Linked DNA regions of Rattus norvegicus: region 1 is linked to region 2. A link is a contact called in public Hi-C data. All regions are on one chromosome and are shown on one strand. Each heading gives the region's core, a stretch centred on a gene start, on an enhancer-like site or on the middle of the called end of the contact. The rest is flanking DNA. Distances are from core to core; before and after follow the strand shown. Region 1 has its middle 79 kb from the start of Pdcd6ip. Region 2 overlaps LOC102554279 (a long non-coding RNA gene).

The links. A called contact is a pair of places that touch in the nucleus more often than the background predicts.
Region 1: a Hi-C map of frontal cortex shows a contact between it and region 2, with 5 times the contacts expected there. The contact joins two enhancer-like sites. A contact is called at or near these places in 4 of 12 Hi-C or Micro-C datasets (the A7r5 cell line, Schwann cells, frontal cortex and 1 more).

What each region holds. Positions count from the first base shown.
Region 1 is chr8:122,444,303-122,447,651 of GRCr8, reverse strand. No RefSeq gene overlaps it. Among named protein-coding and RNA genes, the nearest start is that of Pdcd6ip, 79 kb to the left of the region's middle. Within about 2 kb of position 1,976, at least 9 of the 93 cell types and tissues checked have an H3K27ac peak or open chromatin away from gene starts, as enhancers often do.
Region 2 is chr8:122,191,121-122,194,641 of GRCr8, reverse strand. The region is part of intron 4 of LOC102554279 (a long non-coding RNA gene); the gene reads left to right. Among named protein-coding and RNA genes, the nearest start is that of Pdcd6ip, 330 kb to the left of the region's middle. Within about 2 kb of position 2,096, at least 8 of the 93 cell types and tissues checked have an H3K27ac peak or open chromatin away from gene starts, as enhancers often do.

The sequences.
Region 1 (3,349 bases), core at 727-3,226, 250 kb before region 2:
AGAGAACTGGGAAATTAATCTGCCGGTTCAAACCTCGGAGGGGTTAATGGAAAGTGTAAGGCAACGGTTGTGCATATTGAAGTGTCTATAAATAGCTCAAAGCCCTGAACTGCCTCCCGAAGCTGCCACAGCTTCCTTATTAACTCCGGCAGCTGCGCGCCATGCTAGGATGAGACTTGAATTCATTCCAGGTGCATCCAGGAGACCCCTGCGGTACCTCTCATCCATGACCAAAGAGAGGGGTGTGGGGGCAGGTGGCAGGATGCTTGGTTATGAGTGATGTGCAAGGTCCTCTTACAGTGAGTGCTGATGGGTGTGTGTGTGTATGTGTGTGTGTGTGTGCATGTGTGTGTACGTGCGTGCACGTGTACACGTGTGTGTGCATGTGTGTGTACATGCATGCATGTATGCACATGTGTGTGCATGTGTATGTGTGTCCGTGTGTGTGTGTGTATGTGTATGTCCATGTGTGTGTGTTTAAGATGAGAGGGTAGAGTATGGTTAGAGTATAAAGCTTTACCTGGATGTTAGAATCTTTTTGTTTATTCAGTATTGTGTGTGTGTGTGTGTGTATGTATGTATGTATGTATGTGTCCGTGTGTGTGTGCATGTGTGTGTGCACATGCATGTGGAAGCCAGGGGGAGACATGAGGCACTATTCATACTATCTGGTGCAGATTCTTCACGGCCTGGAACTTGCCTAATAGGCTCGCTCACTTGCTAGCTAGTCCCTGCAACCACCTTGTCTCAGGCTCTCCAACGATGAGATTTTGAGTGTGTGCCATTTTGGCTTCTCCCATCTCTTTTTTAGAGTGTGGACTCTGGGGATCAAACTCAGGTCCTCAGGATTGCGAGGCAAGAACTTCCTTAACAGGGTCGTCTCCTCACTCCCACATTCTTCACAGCAGGATCTTGTAGAGCAGGGCATGCAAGCCCCAGACACTGACAGCTTCCTGCCCCTGGCTTTTCATGCCAGAAGTCCTTCCCCCACCAAGGAGGGCAGGTAACCTGACTCAGACCATGTCTCCAAAGAGCATGGGTTATCCTCACTAATCCGATAGCTACCCTTTCCCTGCAGTTCTGAGGTGCCTGTCGTACCTGGTGTGTGTCTCTTCTGCTGCCTTGCGATCCTCGAGAGAGCAGGGGCTACCTCATTAGATTTTAACGTGCCCAGTTCTTGTCTAAGGAACTCTGCACAGTGTAGGTGTTCAGAAAACTTTTTCAAGTGGATTGGCTGACTGAAAGAGAGCTTTCTTAGGAGAAACTATCCAAGAGCCAACTTTTTCTACAGAGAGACAAGAGAGGTCATAAGAAGATTTTTTTTTTTTTGAGATAAGGTGTCCCTATACGAATACATGAATTCACATGAATTCACACGGCTGGCCTTGAATTCACAGAGACCCAACTGCCTCTGCCTCCCCAGTGCTGGGTTTAAAGGTGTGCACACCATCCTCGGTGGGAAGAAATTTTGAACAGAAGCCAGGAGACAATGGTGCCTCAAGTCTATTACGGCCACCGCCTCCTGTGAACCTGAGAAACACTTTGAGTTACTACTATCTTACGTCACAAGTGACTACGCCGAGGCCCTAGGACACTGGGTCAAGGCCTTTCTGCCCAGAGGCCTGGACTGCACCTTGGTGTGCTTGGCCAAAGCCCCAATCCTATGCGAGGCAGCTGTCTTTGTGTGGCTGCCTTGGGATAATCTGACAGGAATAGAGAGGAGGCGTCTTGGGCAGGTGTTTTGAGAAAGGAAAATGGAGTCATCGCTTGTTCTTTTGATGTGTTTTCCACCATGAGTCCCCTCCTTGGTCCCCAGATGCCTTGCCGCTCGGCTCCAAGCCATGGCTCCCTGCCTGTGAGGCAGCAAGGATTCTGTCCCCATCATCATGGTGGTAGCCGATGGCACTGGACAGAGCCCAAGAGAGTCACCTAAGCCTCAGCTCCACTCAACCACTGCCCAGAGAGCAGCAAAGCAGGCCTGGAAGCAGAGGGGAGGCAGGAAACTGGACCCTGTGTACAGGCAGATGACACAGTCTCTGGCCAAAGGCTGTGCCTCAGCTGGGCTGCTGAGAAGGCTCTGATGGGTGGGTCTGAGGAGGCAAGAATTAAGCAGAGATGGGAAAAATACAGCAGGAGACCAGGATGCCTGCAGAAACAGACTATGGAAAGACATGATGCTTATTAACCAGACACGGACGAGAGAGGGAGGGAGGAAGGGAGGGAGGGAGGGAGGCGTCAGCCAAGTGGATGCGGAGAAACAGAACATAGACCTCATCCCAGGAACTGTTTTTAAGCCGCGGAGTGTCAAGAGATGTTATTTTTGTATTTGTGACATTTTGAGCTGCAGCCACTTACAATTTAAAAGGACCAAAAAGAAAATCCTCAATCAACCTAACTCATCCTTAGGACGGGGGAAAGACACAGTGCTTAGCTGCTGGCTGCTGTTTTGAGGGTCCCGGAGACCCCCCTAGAGTATTTAAGAAGCCAGGCTCACAGTTCAGGGTCCCTTAGTCCTCCATGCTGATGTCAGAACAGGAGGTGAGGCAGGACCAGGGCTGTGCACCCGAAACTGGGATCAGATCAGGGCAAGGATGACATCGTTAGGAGGTAAAATCCTGGGACAGGAAGGTCACATCCAGCACTCCTTCCAAGGACTTCCAGTGCCTGGCGGGGTCCGCATAGTCTGAGCCCTGAGGGAGGTCTGGCTTATCCCTTTGCTCAAGGTTTTGATTGATCTCAGATTTAATTTTGTCTTCCAGGCATTTCTGACAAAGCTCCAAGCAGGAAAACAATATTAGTTTTCTTTTCTCTTCACGGGGAAAAAAAAAAAGGGTAGGACCTTGCAATCATTTTCTTTTGTGAGAGAGGATGAATTAAGATGTCTGTGGGCAGGAAGGAATAAAAGATGATGGTAGCTAGGAGGAGGTTGGTAGGTCTTGAAGATTGCCCAACTGTAGCTGCCTCAGCCAAGCAACAATAGTGCACTGGTTTTTTAGTTTTTTGTTTTTGTTTTTGTTTTTTGTTTTTGTTACTTTGACACAAAGTAAAATCTCCTGGGAAGCAGGTGCCCCATTTGAGGAACTTCCTCCACTGAACTGGCTTGTGTGCAAGGATATGGGGGGCATTTTCTTGATAAATGGTTGATGTGGGTGGGGCTAGCTCACTGTGGGCGGTACCGTCCCTAGGCAGGCCAGCTGTGTATAAGGAAGCAGGCTGAGCAAGCAAACTGAAGAACAAGGCAGTTAGAAGCATTCCTCTATCCTCCTTCCAGGTTCCTACCTTGGTTTCCCTCAGTGATGGACTGTGAGCTTGGTTTCCCTCAGCAGCCTGTGAGCTGAAGTTACCCTTC
Region 2 (3,521 bases), core at 847-3,346:
CATGTCTGAGTTGACTGTTCCATGAATCCATCTATCTGTGTACCAATCCGTCTGTGCACCCACTGGCTAAGAGCTTTTTTACTTCAGACTCAGGAATCAAATAGAAGTGAAAACAAAGATTAAATTCATGATTTTATAACAATGGAAAGAGTGCACCCAAATGGCGGAAAGTACAAGTAAATTATCCATCCATTTATAACAGTGACAAATAGTTATTAAAATACTCTCGTGTGGCAGGGAAGAGGTATGGAGGGCATAACGGCAGATAAAATATTGTTCTATATTGTAGCATTTCATAGATATGCATCTCCGACCTTGCATCATAGTCTCTTCCCTCCAGTCCCTCCACTCTAGAGCTCTCCTTTTCCATCACAGAAAATTCCAGACGTCTCTTGACCCAGGACTATTACACGTGGATTTACTTCTGCCTAGAATGATCTCTCTCCAGATTTACTTTTCACACTTCTCTCAGGGCTCTGCCTCAAGGACTTTCGGGCAGCTAGAGAAGACCCATTGAAAGGTCTTCTCATTTATATGTGCATCAGTTTAATCGAAAGCTAGTTATTGAATGTCCACCTCATGAAGTCTGCCTTGAGGACTCTACATCAGAGAACAGGCCCCTATTACCGCAGTGATTCTGACCTCCTTCATCTGAAACCTCCCACCGATTACCCACATATACATGTACATGCACAGACACACAGACACATGCACAGACACGGACACACAGACAGATACACATATACACATGCGCGTGCACACACACATATACATGGACACACAGACAGACACACACACATACGCACACACATACACACACATACACACACATGCACACATACACATACATACACATACACACATATACACATGGACAGATAGACAAGACACACACATACACACACATACACACATATACACACAGACAGATAGACAGACACACACATACACACACATACACACATATACACACGGACAGATAGACAGACACACACATACACACACATACACACATATATACACACACAAACACACACACATACACATACACACACATACACACACATACACACACATACACACATACACACACATACACACATATACACATACACACACATACACACATATACACACATATACACACACAAGCAGACACACATACACATACACACATACATACACACATACATACACACATACCATACACACACACACACACACACACACACACACCCCTTTTCGTTGATCTTCCCCAGGGCCCAAATAGAGTGAATACATACATTTCACAGGGTGGATGATCTGCTCATTACTCCATCCCCATGTCCAGAAACAATAGATGCTCAACAAAAACGATTGTGTGAATAATGCTAGAAGAGACCAGTGGATTGCAACATCGGAGGAATGATTACTTTGTATCAGATTAGGAAGCATTCAATGAAAAGTTGTTACTTAGAAAAATAAAGTTCACATCTACTAGACAGATCCACGGTTAGCTCCAAGACAGATTTATCCAGCCTTTCAGAAACAGAGGTGCTGGTTAGATGTGATGAATGACCACACGATGCCTGAAAAATTTTCCATTACCCTTTGCTACTTTTTCTTTTTGGACTGTCTGGGACCATCTGGAAACAAATGGGTTTGACCTCATTTCCAAAACTACTTGCAAAGTCTGTTCTTGCTAACCAGGAGCTAAATCTTCACTAGCGGTCGTCTCTGCCTGCTGCTCTGTTCCTATCTTACAGCGATGTCTACTGATGGGACTCGTGAGGACGTGGAGCATTTTCCCTGTCACAAAAGCTATCATTCACTAGAGATGTAGCAGGCAATAAGTCTAATGTCCACTGGAATAGCTCTGTGGAAGCGGCCCTGCCAAAGAAAACAGGTGCTCAATGACTATGGAACAAGTTTGAGCAGAGAATCCAAGCTGAGACCAGACACATGTGACCACTGTTCTCATGGCTGCGGAGATCAGGCAGGTAAATGTGTGCTCCCAGGCAACCAGAGAAGACCCTCTGAAGCTCTGTTTCATGTCTGAATCCGTTCAACAGTCATCTGCTGACTGTCTGCTTTGTACAGGGTTCAGAGAATGACCCAGGCTCAACTCAACCAGAGGGCATGCATGGCACATTTGTGGGGCCACCTCGGGTGTCTGACAGCCTTCCTTTGTAGGTTGTCTGACTCAAACAGCATTGTATGCAGGAAAAAAAACCACCCAATCTCCAAAGGTTTTCTAAAATAGCAAGAAATAGAGGCTGGGAGGAATGTCTTGGTAAATTGCTTGCCTTGTCTGTGTGAATTCAGATTCCCAGAACCCATGTAAAATACCAGGTGTGGCGGCATATGCTCATAACTCCAGGCATGGCAAGATAGGAGGTGGGGACAGGTGGATCCCTGCAGCTTTCTGGCCAGGTTGCTTAGCCTACTCGGTAAAGATCCAGGCCGATGAAAGAGGATCCTAAGGAGTGACATCCTGTCTTTGCCTTTGATCTTTACATGCATCTACACATGTGTACATATACATCTATATACAGACAGGCAGATACACGGGAGAAGCTTTCAGAAAACAAAGGCAGGGGTTTGAGGATGGAGTATTTTAACGTGTTTTCCCTACCAGGTGCAAGGTTTACTGGGCACCTCCTTCGCTCTTTTCTTCCATTGGCTGTGGTTTCTCCAACATTCATCATAGCTTGTTAAGAAAGATAATTTGGATCCTGGCTAGAAAACCCCTCCCAACGATCTGCTTCATTTTCGAGCAAGCAGAATGAAATCATCAAGACTAGAGAGCCAAAATAGAGAGACAGGGAGACAACTCACATGTAGGAGGCCTCAGGTATAGGTCTCTTTTCGAGGTGCTGTCAGAAGGAAGACAAGATAGGCTGTGTCTGGGACAACGTTCGTGGTTGAGGCAGCTGTTTGCTGATACCTCACACATCCTTAGAGACTCAAGAGTGTCAAGAGTGACACATGAGGGCTTGGGTAACCAATGGGTCACTTGACACTGTAAGGGTTTGGATTGTGAGGTCTCTGATTCTACTTCGGCTCTCCTCTGTGCAGATATGAAGCATGATTTACCAGTTATAAGAAAGGAAAGGCCCATGAGCAACTCAGTATCTGGGTCAGAGTCAGGCAGAAGTGGGGCAAGGGATGGACAGATTTACCGTCTCCCCATGTCTGGACATTGGCTTTGTAGTGATGAGCAGTTTGGTCATCTGGCTAGATACAGTGGAGCCTGGACCACAGGATGTTTGGGGGGATACTCCATGAGGCTAATAGAAGGGGAAACAAAACTGGGAGGCGTTTCTGGAGAAAGATGTCCTGTGTAGGAAACAATGCAGCGAGAAGCCACTGACCTTCAAGTGGGCAATGGATTCATGTTAGTCTTAGAGACAAAGAATTGTACCTTACCTTCTCTTTGTATCTCTGTTTCTCTCTCTCTCTCTCTCTCTCTCTCTCTCTCTCTCTGTTCCTGTGTAAGTACAGATGCACATGCATGTATGTGCGTGCAAAGCACGTAAATG